Linked DNA regions of Mus musculus: region 2 is linked to region 1. The links are chromatin contacts, called in public HiChIP or PLAC-seq maps. All regions are on one chromosome and are shown on one strand. Each heading gives the region's core, a stretch centred on a gene start, on an enhancer-like site or on the middle of the called end of the contact. The rest is flanking DNA. Distances are from core to core; before and after follow the strand shown.

Evidence for each region. HiChIP or PLAC-seq counts read pairs in DNA pulled down with a chosen protein or histone mark.
Region 2: a contact with region 1 is called in an H3K27ac HiChIP or PLAC-seq map of the HPC-7 cell line, with 6 times the contacts expected there. The contact joins the promoter of Septin6 here to the enhancer-like site in region 1. A contact is called at or near these places in 5 of 39 promoter capture datasets (the 3T3-L1 cell line, embryonic stem cells, liver and 2 more), 1 of 15 datasets of contacts at CTCF or cohesin (CD8 T cells), 4 of 484 Hi-C or Micro-C datasets (cortical neurons, embryonic fibroblasts, ganglionic eminence and 1 more), 6 of 115 datasets of contacts at active chromatin or transcription factors (the 230-238 cell line, CD8 T cells, the HPC-7 cell line and 3 more) and 3 of 9 other capture datasets (adipose tissue, liver and pancreatic islet).

What each region holds. Positions count from the first base shown.
Region 1 is chrX:36,952,731-36,958,968 of GRCm38.p6, reverse strand. All of the region lies in intron 3 of Septin6 (septin 6), which reads left to right. Among named protein-coding and RNA genes, the nearest start is that of Septin6, 34 kb to the left of the region's middle. Within about 2 kb of position 2,533, at least 10 of the 459 cell types and tissues checked have an H3K27ac peak or open chromatin away from gene starts, as enhancers often do. A contact at or near this core is called in the HPC-7 cell line, where this site is marked.
Region 2 is chrX:36,986,916-36,993,153 of GRCm38.p6, reverse strand. Septin6 (septin 6) reads left to right here and starts at 3,459. Exons shown (of 10, transcript NM_019942.5): 1 at 3,459-3,775. The coding sequence starts at 3,746.

The DNA.
Region 1 (6,238 bases), core at 1,284-3,783:
GTCTACTTATTTAGTTCAAGGCCAGCTAGGACTGCATAGTGAGACTTTCTCTCAAAATAAATACCACCAAAACAATCAACCACACATAAAATCCCGAATACTGATAATAAATGAAAGAAGAAAAAGAATAAGGAGTGCTAGAGGAAAAAAAAAAAAAGAACCCAGGGGTAAGTAAGACTTTTCAAGACCAGCTAGAGAGAAGAGTGGCTAGGAATTTAAGCTTTTGTCACAGGCAGGCCTGGGTTCTGATCTCATATTGCCACTTGCTAGACCAGGGACCTTTAAAGGCAAGATTGTCCAATTGACTATGTATCAGTTTTTAAATCACCTGTAAAATGGGTACAATGTCCATAATAATCTTTACACTATCAGGATATGGTATAACATACTTGACATGGATGACAAAAAAAAATGCTGAAACCATACCTGGTACAGTATAACTACCTAACAAATAGAATGTGTTATTATGAGCATGATTTTACTGGTAAGAATCAAAGGAGAATATAGCATTATGTAGCATTTATGGGAAAAAAATAAATAGTGTACAAGAAAAGGAGAATTAGAAAAAGTCTATTGGATGTGGCAGGATGAAAACTTTCAATATATTTAGGACTGATTATTCTCAGAAGATTGTAGGTAGAAATTAGGTTGGCATTCTTGTGAACGGGACAGGAGGCATCACAACATGGGTGGGGGAGAAGCAATAGAGTAGAACCATGAGGACAGGGTGAGATTTGCATTTGCATGGACCTTTCACCTCTATAAGTCAGCAGGGATAGAATGGACCATTGAAGAAGTGCTGCTGGGGAAAATAGGCCATCCGTCTAGAAAAACATAAAATGAGACCCTCTCATCCAAACACCGCTTATAAAAATAGATTCCTGTTGGACTAAAAACAAATTCTAAAAATATAAAGAGAAAATGTCGGAGAATATTTTTATAACTTTGGGGGTAGAGAAAGCTTTTAGAATTGTGAAACAGTCTAAAATTCACAAAAGGAAAGAGTGTTTGGGTCTAAGTTAGAGGAAAAGTTGTTGAGGGCTGGAGCAACGGTGTCATGGTTAAGAGCACATACTGCTCTTCCAGAGGACCAGAGTTTGATTCTTGCATCCACATCAGTTGGCTCACAGCTACCTGTAATTAGCTCCAAGGGATCTGATGCCTCTGTGGCAGACGCTTACTGTCACGTGCACATACTCAAGCACATACATATAAATAAAAATGATAAAATTTTTAAAAATAAAGATATCTTATGTTTTAAAATATAAAAATACCATAAAGCAAAAGTGAAATCAAACTACAAATGGGGCAAAAATATTTGTAACCTGTGTAATAGAAATGGATTTTAAATGAAAAAAGGGCTTCTGTAATTCCATGAGAGATAAACAGATAATTGACTAGGAAGAGAGATACAAATGGAACAGTCAACACTATGAAATGATGTTCATTCAGCTTCCCCAGCAATGAGGGAAAAAAACATGATTTTTCCTCTCTCAGATTTGCAATAATAAAAGATGATATAATAGCCACTGCCACCAGGGAATTTCATTCATGTGGGTGTGTGAATTGATCAGATTTTTTTTGGAGGGCAAATTTGGCAGCATCCATTAAATTTTTGAATGTGAATAATTCATGGCCTAGCAATTCTCCTTTCCTTTACATTGCCCAGAAAACACACACACGTGCTTACAGGAAGCAATAGTGTCCACTGCAGCATTGGCTATCAAATGAAAAACCTTTAACCTGCCTACCTGTCCATAAGTAAATCAGCTACATTAGCTGTGTTGTGACCATACCATGGGATCATATTTGCAGCTTACATTCACATGGATACATCATCAGGTCATGCTGTTAACAAAAATGAGAAGTTGTTTCACTGTGCCATTTATGAAAATTCTCCCTCTCACAAAAACAAGTAATCTCCTCTACATCTGCATAAAACTATATAGGAAATCTCTGGAACAATATTCAACAGACAGACAGTAGTGATTACTGATAAAGCAGGAAGCATGCATGCATAGATTGTTTGTATAACTGAAAGGAAATTTAAAGGATGGCGCTTGAAAAGCGGAAATAAAGTAGGTGTAGACAGTGGATTTTAAAAGCTGGGGAAAGAGATAAGGCAGTGTGCAAAGGGAGATAAGGAAGGCAGGGGCAGTTCTTTAGGATAGGAGAAATTAGGAAGGCTTAAACAGGGAACTGAAAGTTATAGGATAAAGAAGAGGAGGTAGACTTGATTCAGAGAGAATCCACCAAACTTAAGATTCAAGTGAGTATGGAGGAACTTGTTCAGTTTATCAACAAATGTCTACAGTGTGCCAGGAACTGTGTGAGAGGCTAGTGGCACTAAGAAACATTGCATTTATTTATTTACTGTATGCATGTGAGGACAGTGTTGTGTGATGAGACTTTTCCTGGGGAGACATGACACACGTTTACTCACCCCAGATAAGGAGCCCACGACAAAGCATGGATACCAGCAAAGTTCAGCCTTGTGATGATTCACAAGGTTTACTGGGGTTGCTAGACAGTAATATGGGTGAGGGGTTACTTACAGGGCAGAAGTGAGTCAAGGATAGTTGCCTCACCAAAGCCCACCCCAACATGGGTGACAGCTCACAAAAACTGGGGACTTGAAGTACACTGCACAGGCTTCAGGCAGTTCAACAAGTTGGGGAGTGTCCTTTCCAAGTGACTCAGTTGGTTGAACCCTCTTCCAGGCTTCTTGGCCTATTTCTGCTTCCAGGAAGCTGGTGTGGTCTGAAAGTATCCTTTGCAGCTTGGCTTAATTGACAGTTGGTGAGACTGAAGAGTGACTCTCGGCAGTCTTTATTGCTTACTAGGAAGGGAGGTGCCTAAGTGAGTCTGCTCAGTTTCAGGGACTCCCTGAAGCTATTTTGAGATGTTTACCTTTTGGCTTAAGGAATTTCCTTTCAGTATGGACTGTTTCTGTTTCTGAGGAACTAGCTATACTATAGCAGCTGTGCTAGCCAGCTGGTGCCATGGTGTGTGCCTGGAGGTCAGAAACAACCTGTAGGAGTTGGCTTTCTCCTGCCACCATGTGGGACCAGAGTGTCAAATTCAGGTGGTCTGGCTCAGCAGCGAATGACTCTTATCATCTGACCCATCCTTCCAGCCTACTAGTAGGCTATAAAGCCCAGTGTTTGGGTAAGGAGCTTTCATCTTGGTGGAGGGGATGAATATGTATGCATAAATGGGGTTAAGTCAGTAATAGATAGCAGGGGTTTACAGTGTGGAAACAAGAAGGGGTAGCAATTGGCCAAGCCTTGCTGTGAGAGTCCAGAATGCAGGTTGATAAGCAGGGTGAGCAGGTGGTCAGAAAACGCTGGGCTTAGTCTTGAAGTTGTCAAGGATAAGTACAAGTTAGCCACCCTGAATATAGCTGGTATTCGGTATGTATTTGGTGAATGAATGCATGAGCTATATATTAGTAGGGAAAAATAAGAGAATACCAGTAAGGTTTCATCATTTGATAACAAAACTATCCATAAGATGTATTAACTAGGATGCTGGCACAGGATAGAAAATAGTCTACAGTGAATAGAAGAGTGAATTAGATTTAAAAAAAAAAAGCTAAAAAGATTGTTCTTTTCAAGAAACTTCGATTTGAATCTGAGTATGGTGGCACATGCCAGTAATCCCAGCACTTGGTAGATAGAAGTAGACAGGTCAAAAGTTCAGGGCCCTAAGGCTAGAAAGATGGTTCAGCAGTTAGAGTACATACTGCTTTCTCAGAGGACAGAGTTAAATTCTCAGCACATATATGTCATGTAACACATAACCACATGTAATGATAACTCCAAGGGACCTGATAACTCTAACCTCCCCAGACATTCATATTCATGTGCTCATATCAACCCCACATATAGATGTGATTTAAAATGAACATATGATTAGAGCTCAGGGGATGAGGTTGTATGAGCTTTGTGGCCTTGGGTCTGTTGGTAAAATAAGCTGCCAAACTATCATGTGACTAATGGGGTCAAGAATCATATGGGAGCCTGAGATATCAAGTGAAAAATGAATATGGAGAGATGGCCCAGCAGTTAAGAACACTGACTCCCAGAGGACTGAGGTTCAATTGTTAACACCCACTGAGCAGCCCATAACCATCTGTAATTCCAGTACTAGAGAATATGATGCCCTGTGAGGGCACTGCATCCAAATGGTACACATACGTGTGAATGCAGCTTAAACACCCATATATGTAAAAACATACATAAATATTTCTTAATTTTTGCATTTTTCATATATTACATTTTGATCATATTCTTTCCCCTCCCCCAAGTCTTCCCAGAATCTACACACCTCCTTACTCACCCAACTACACGTTCTTTCTCTCCAAATAGAGAAAAAAAATCAAGAACACAAACAACAAACCAAACCCTAAGTCAAAAACAAAATAAATCACTGAATCATAACAACAACAACAACAAAAACCCCACACACATGGAAAAATATGGAGTCTGTTGTGTGTTGATCGATTCCTCCTGAGTATGGGGCCTGCCTTAGAATACAGCCACTGTCAATCTATTGGAGAAAACTGATTTTCCCCTCACAGCAGTTATCAACTGCAAATAGCTTCTTGGTTGGGGGTGGGACTTTGCATTCCCCCATCTCTGTGTTGGAATTTTGACTAACTTAAACTTGTGCAGGTCTTTTGTGTGCTGTCATAGTCTCTATGAGTTCATATGTGCATCGGCACTGTTGTGTCCAGAAGATTCTGTTTCCTTGGAGTCATCCATCACCTCTGGCTCTTAAAGTCTTTCCATCTCTTCTTTTACACAGATCTCTGAGCCTAGAAGGGAGGGGTTTGGTAAAAACATCCCACTTAGGGCTGAGTGCTCCAAGGTCTCTCACTGTTTATGTTGTCCAGTTGTAGGTCTCTGTATCAATAGCCATCTACTGCAAAAGAAAAGTTCAAGGTCATTCTCTACTACATAGTGGGTTCAAGGCCAGCTTGGGCTATATGAGACCCTTTCTTTAAAAAACTGAAAAGAAAAAAATAAGAAATCTCTCTCCACTCATTAAATATTTATTGAGCTTCTGTGCTAGGTATAGATTCAAAACTTGACTGCTTAGGGAAAGGAAGGCACAGGAACATTGTTGGGGAGGATCAGAGTTGAGGAGGATTGGATTGGGTTAAGAAGAGTTCTCTTTTGAGATGAGAGAAGACTTAAGTATGCTCAAGAGTTGAGGAGAAAGAGTCAGTAGGAAGAGAGGAGACAGAGCATGGACCAAGGATCCCAAAGAGGCTGCAAAGGATGATCACGCATACAAGGATAACAAGCCTTGCAGAGCTGAGAGATACTTCATCCTTAGATGAGAAGGAAATGGGAGGGTGGGTACATCTTTAAAGCTCAGGAGATGAGGTTGTATGAGATTTGTGGTCTCAGCTCTGCTGGTAAAGGAAGCTGTCAGACTATCATGTGACTGATGGAGTCAAGAATCATTTTGGAGCCTGAGAGATCAAATGAAAGTCTGAAATGATCAATGAGAGAATAGTGGCGAATGAGCCAACCAAGGCCAAGCAGGGGCCTATTATATTACTCTGGAGATTGAGATGAAGTTACAGAGCTCTGTAGGGAGCAGAGGAAAGCCCAAGAGAAGTCCCATGCGAATGTATATTTTGTAATGGGCATGGCCATGTCAACAATATCACAAGGCCCTTGGACCTATGAGACAACTGGGGAAAGCTTTTACCCATATGATTCAGGCTCAAGAGAAATAGCAAATCTCCTTTTAAGATTTATCAGTGTGTACAAAGACTAGTAACTCCAGACCCCTCCTCCGAAATATTTATAGCCAGAGACTGCTCACCTTCAGAGACCTCCTACAGAGACTTGCTAGGCTTTGCTCCTGTGCTGTACCTAATAAACACACTGAGGTTCCAGTTGATGGGGATACAGGTAGCAGAGCCCAGTGTGATCTCAGGTTCACTGTATGTGTGTGTCCTTTCTTTATTCCCTTGCCAGGATTCTGGAGCCCTGGACACATGGAAGTTGTCAAGCTATGAATTTATAAAAGTGTCAAGAAGCACAGCTTTGTATTTGTGTTCAAACTTTGACAGCAATCAAGTAGTCAGAACCTGAAATGTATTCACTCGGTTCTTATTTCACTAGGCAGCCAGGGTGGAAGGACAAGGGTGGAGTGGAGCTGAAGGTGTTGATAAGAATGTTTCATGATGGACGTAGTGCCGCACATCCGTAGTCCCAGT
Region 2 (6,238 bases), core at 2,210-4,709, 33 kb before region 1:
GGCGTTCTCCTTAGACAGCACAGCCTGAGCACCTCCATTCTGGAGCAAAAAGCCCAAGCAATTTGCTACCATTAACACAGCTCTTCCAGACATGGTCCCATCTTATCTTGCTGTCTCTAAAGCTATTTGGCTCCTGGTCCCACCCCTTCTGTTTAAGATCTGGAATTTCTTAAACCTTCTCTTCCTCTCTTTTTTATTTGTTTATTTTTCTTTGCTGTACTGAAAAATCAAACCCAGGGCCTCGTGCATGCTGACACTGAACTATATCCACAACGCGGACTCCTTCCCGCCTTCATCCTTTCTTTCCTCCCTTACTTCCTTTTTATTCTCCCAAATTGTATTTATTAGTGCATGCCTGCATGCATGTGTGTGAAGGTGCACTTGTGCCATGGCACACATGTGGAGATTAGAGGACAACTCTCAGGAGTCAGTTCTCTCATATGACCTCATAGAATTAATTAAGGTTATTAGTGCCTCGACTTGTTCACCCATCCAGCTGACTTCCTTATTTATATCCTTCTTTAAAAGGGGTGTGTGCGTGTGTGTGTGTGTGTGTGTGTGTGTGTGTGTGTGTGTGTAATGTGTAGTGTGTATATTCCATGGTGTGCTTGTGGTGATCAGAAGACCAAATGTAAGACTTGGTTCTCGCCTTCTACTATGTAGATCCCAGAATTGAACTCAGGGTTCAAGAAGCTGTTCCTTTATCTGCTGAGCCATCTCTGTGGTACCTCATGTTCTTAGGTATGCTTTTATTACGATTTAAGATAGGGTGTCCTTTCAGGAACACTACTAATTGTGCTTTCACAGAAAGTGAGTGCTGAAAAAAAAAAGATAGGGTGTCCTGTAACCAAGGCTGACCTTGAATTCACTATGTAGTTGACCGTGACCTTGAACTCCTAATCCTCCTGCCTCACCTTCCAAGTGTCAGGATTTACAGTGCCCATGAGTCCAAAAATTCATCTTTACCAGAAGCCTCCTCACAAAAAGCCTCCCCTATTCCTTCTTTAAAAAAATAACGGAGACAGAATCTCACTCAGCCCAGCTTGCCTTGAACTTGACTTGTAGCTGGAATAACCTTGAATATGCAGTTCTCCTGCTTTCCCCTTCTGAAGTACTGAGAGCATGAGTAAGTAGAGATACTACACCTGATTTATGTGGTGCTGGAAATCAGATCCAGGCTTTCCTGTATGCTAGGCAGGTGCTCTACCAACTCAATTAACTGCCCAGCCTCTCCCCCTAACCTCTGCTCTTGTTTTTGTGTTTAATTTCCCAAAGTTTTTTTTCCCTATCACAAAAGGAGGAGAGAAGAAACAAAACTTACCAATTGACCATTTATGATATCTCTTCTCTCTTCTCAGTCTTCCTGCCTCCCCTGTGCCTGAGAAGATAAGCCAGACTGAAAAGATTGAGAAGCACGGACTCAAACCAGTTCCAAAACTCCTGTAGAACTGAACGGTCTTTGTAATGGCAGACAGCAGGTAAGGAAGCAACAAGGGCATTGCAGGGGATTTGAATTACATACTCTATCTCAGGCTGGGAGGTCGTGCATTGTACAAAGATCTTGTTCAGGTTCTCATCCCCTCTAGGGACAGGCAGCTGAGTGTGCTACTTCCGTAGGGCACCAAGGTATCTGTGCTGAAGTGTCCCCAGTGCTCTGATGTCTTATGTGGGATGTGTATGTAGGGGCTAGAGGCAGGCATGACTCTTCACAGGGTCCCCACAACCTCCATCCAGCACAACCCTCCTTGTAGCAGCTCTTAAGTCTGTTTTCAACCAAATCCCATGCCAGTAACAGAGCTCGGCCCAGGCCCTTTGTCATCTACTATGTGCCAGCCTTTGTCAGGGGAAGACTCAAAGGCTACCTACTGGAGGCCTAGCCTGGAAGCAGCCAGCGCCTCTGCTTCCCCACCCCCATCCGGTTGAGGCCCAAACCTTAAAGCAGTTCCTCAATTTTAGTCTTGGCTTTATATGTTTGTACTACATCAGTCCAGGGCCTAGGCCTTCCCCCAAGTGGTCCTGGGGGTCTCAGAAATTACAGCTGCTTCTCTTCCTTGATACCGTCACCCACCCTGTGGCCTCTGACTGTTCCAGGCTCTTCTCTTTTAGCCCACTCTCTTGAGTATCTAGAACATTGATGAAACAGGGATCACTTAATGGGATCCTGCTTTCAGCACTGGGGACACGTTTCAGAGAGTCCTTGTGCTCAGGATGTAGAGGTTACTTGAAGAGTCCCCGAGAGAACACGAGAAGCATTCACTGCTGGGTGCAGTGCAGGACCAGGGCAGTTCTATTGTAGACACTTTGGTTCCCTGCTTCTGCTCTCCCTATACTTTCTAGGCCTGGTCTTTGTGTGAGATCCCTCTCCCTGGTTCTTTCTTGTTTTCTGCTGTCCCCTCCTCAGGAGAGAGACCTAAGATCCTATCGTTCTGAAGTGGGGGCCTCCTGGGCCTTTGAGAAACCATATCTCACCAAGTTCATCAATCATACGGAGCCAACAAAAAAGCCAATCCCAAGACAGAGAGAGAGAGAAGAGGAGAGGGGTGGACTCCAAGGCTAGGGAGGTGGGAAGCATGCCAGGAAGAGGGCCACCAATGGCAGTTGTCTGGGAGGAAAAGGAGAGCAGGCAGGCATCTTTCTAGCCTTTGGATGTTATGAGCTGTCCCAGGTCAGCCATATGGTCCTGGGATGAATAAGTATTGAGGAACGATTGGAACTGGACAGAATGATTACCCCTCCTGTATCTGCATCTGCCTCAACAGAGCTAGAGACCTTCAGTTCCCATTCTTAGACTCCCTTCTGGCTTCTAACCTAAAAGGTGGGATGTTCTGCATCCCTGTTCGCCCTGTTCATACTGAGAGGAGGGACCAGAGTGGGACCAGTGACGTCAGTTTCTATTTGGTACAGTAGTGGAGAGCTGGGCTCCTACTGCACCTCAGGACAGGAGCGATGTCCTCCACAAGTCCCAGCTCAGTTGTGGGGCTGCACTGCAGCTCCCCAGTTAATGCTCCATTTCTAAGCTGTAATGTGGTGGCGCTGCAGGTGCTGCAACCCCTGTCCTGCCACCGCCCCTCCCCAACCCAAGGAGATAACAGGATTAGTTAGGGTAGACTACGGGAAAGCACTGACACTCCAGAGACCAATGCTCCCACCCAGGCACCCAGGGTTCTCAGTTGGGAGCACAAGAGGTTATGGGGGCTGGGAAAAGAAAGCGGACTGCAGATCTCAGCCTAGGAGCAAAGAGTAGGAGGGGGAGGAGCCAGGACACCCTTCCAGCCTCAGGTCTGGGGGCTCAGGGATGTAAAGGAAAACAGGGTGTGTGTGTGTGTGTGTGTGTGTGTGTGTGTGTGTGTGTGTGTGACAATTCAGCAGAGGTCGGGACGTACCACGGAGCCCAGTAGCGGCAGGGAGGGGGGGGGGCGGAGGACGTGGTCACCGAGGGGAGCCCCCGCCCCCTTCACAGAGGCCGAGACTCGGGTTGCAGAGAGAACTGGAACTGGGCTCGCCCTAGGGGAAGGCAGCGCGGCCAATCCGTCCCCTCCCCACACCTACTCTGAGGGGGTGGGTGATAGAGGAGAGGTTGGGGTTGGAGCAGCGGTGAGGGGGCCCCTCCCTGGCACCTCCCTCCACCAGACTTGGTCGCGCCCGAAGTGTAACACTTTCTCTTTGTCGGAGGAGCTCTTCTGTTTCCTGTGCAGCAGCTCCCGTTGCGGAGGCACCCGAAGCAGCCCTGGCGGACCAAGGAGCGATGGCAGCGGCCGATATAGCTCGCCAGGTGGTGAGTGTAGGGCTTGGATACCAGTCCCCGGGCTAGGGGTTGAGGGTGTGGGGCTGGGGACGGCCGAGCAGACTTGGTTGCGGCTCGACTACCACCACTACCACGAGGAGGGCAATGGGGTAGCATCCAGGAGCAAAGAGGCAAGGCGGGACTTTTTGCTCCTGGGGTCAGCGGCTCAGTCTACTCTCCCCGCAGCATGTCCTGGAGACCTGTGTTGGCGGGAGGGTGGGGGGGCGGGAGGGTTGGAGAAGCATACTGGCGGGCAGCTGAACTTGCATCGCCGGAGAGAGCTGCAGTGAGCGCCTCCGCCTCCCTTGCTGCAGCTGCGGCCCCGCCGCTGGGGCGTTGCCGAATGAATGGCAGCATGGGTCTGGAGCCCTCCGGGGCCCCTGTCCTCTTAGCTTGGGAGCGCCCCTGCCACAGCTGCCTGCTGGGACTCCAGCTTGCTCAGATAGAGGGGCGCGGAGCTGGGGGGTAGCCCGGGACCTAAGGCAGAGTGTGGTGAGGGGGGCGGGGAGGTGACTAGCTGGAGTAGGGTTTCTCCATATGCATTATATACGTGACTGCGTCTGTATGGGTATCAGCGTGTGCGCATATATGTGCATGCGCGCCCTCCTGCCTTCCCCGTGGCAGGGTTATGTGACCCTAAATGAGTTGGCCTGTTTCTGTGTGCTCACCTCTACGGTGTGTGTCCCTGTGTTCCAATGCTGTGTCCACTTGTGCTGTGTCCCACGGGGTCCCATTTGTGTATCTGTGGAAGGGAGGGAGGGATGCAGTTTATCCCAGCCTGTAGGTGGCTGGTTGGGTATTTTGGCACGTTCCTGGACGGTTCCCTGAGCGTCGGTCTTGGGTTCAGTGTACATGGGTTTATATGCTAAAACCTGTGGCGCTAACATCTTTCTGTAGAGACCAACGAGAACAGTGTGAGACTTGCAGAAGCAGTGTTCTCTCTTTCGGTAGCGATCAACTCTGGAGGAAAAAAAAAATCATCTTAAAAAACTAAAGTTTTCCAGCCTGGGATGTGCAGAGAAATCATACCCAGGAACCCGAGGTTCCATGTTTGTTTGTTTTAGGTCTGAAGTTTGCTTACAAAGATGAAAAGTGGTGACAATTCCACCAGCGCATCAGCACAATAAGCTGAAGCAGAATGAGGTAGAAGGCAGCCAGGCATAGCCCACTACCCCAAATACTGCTGGATGAAAAATGATAACCCTGTAACCTCCCATTTATGAACAGCCTGTGCAATGAGACTCCTGTGCAAAAGGAGGGGGTGGGGAGCAGCCTCTGGGGAGTTGGTGTAATTGCAATTGATTTGTTGTCTAAATCTGAGTCTCCAATCTGATAGCATTTTCTCTACAGATAAAGAAGTTTATTCCATTTCCTGTCTGGCTTTGGAAGGACGGGGTGGTTTATTCGAAACCTAATCCACCCCGTGTACAGCCCAGCCTTATGCAGCCATGGTGTAGAAGGTAGAGGCAGTTGTGAGACGCTGCTTGACAATGATGGAATTTGAGAGATTTCTCAAGATTGATGCTGTGATATTTGTTGCTTCTAGTGTTTTGAGGACAACCAGGGTGACTTTCTTATCTGCATTCTAAAGATGCTATAGTTTTAAGAAGATGAATCCATCTCCTGGCTTATACTTGCTCTATCCTTAGTGACAAAAACAAAAAACCCACAACACTATAATGATTTTTTTTCTTGCTTTAATGAATTTGCATTGACCTGCCCTCACCTCACCAGTCTCCCTTGCCTGGATTAGGATTGCAAGGCTGATGATGGTGAGGGAGAAGATTCCAGAAGGTTGCTTCACCTTAGGCACAACTCCAACAATCCAGAGATCACCTTTGTTCTGCAGATGGGGAGGGCAGCAAGGGGGTGGTTTGGGGGTGTCCCTTGATTTTGCTTTGGGGTGGCTCCACTTTGCTCTGGCTGGCCTTACCACATTGTAAACTGAAAAACATAATTGTATGGCAAATTCTGGAGCAGACCGAGCATTTGAGACTTTGTTATCATGATAAGTGGGTCTCTGGGAAAACTGACGTCACTCTCCATGCTTCCCTCCCTCAAGCCAGCGAAGCTCTTATTTATGTGTCATTTGTCTCTCTGCTTTCCTTTGTGTCTGCAAAAAGTTGTAATTCACCAGGGGAAGCTGGAATTAACTCAAGAGTCTTTGGGTGGCTCGTTGCTTCTGGTTTCTTCAAAGGAGCATGTGTCTAGGGCTTGGGAAGAGAAGACCAGCGAGCCAGGCTATGTGTGGCAAATTTAGAAGTTCTTCTTAGTAAATTCTGAGGCATGGTGAGAGACTGTCTTGGTATGTGTGTTTCAGCGTCTTCACGGATTCCCTGGAGGGTCACTGCCATCAAACATTGTTAGTGGTAAACCTGGCACGGCAGTTGTTGGGCAGGGCCTACATTTGGCCCTTTGGAAATTTGTAATTCAGTTGCATCTCATCTGAATGAA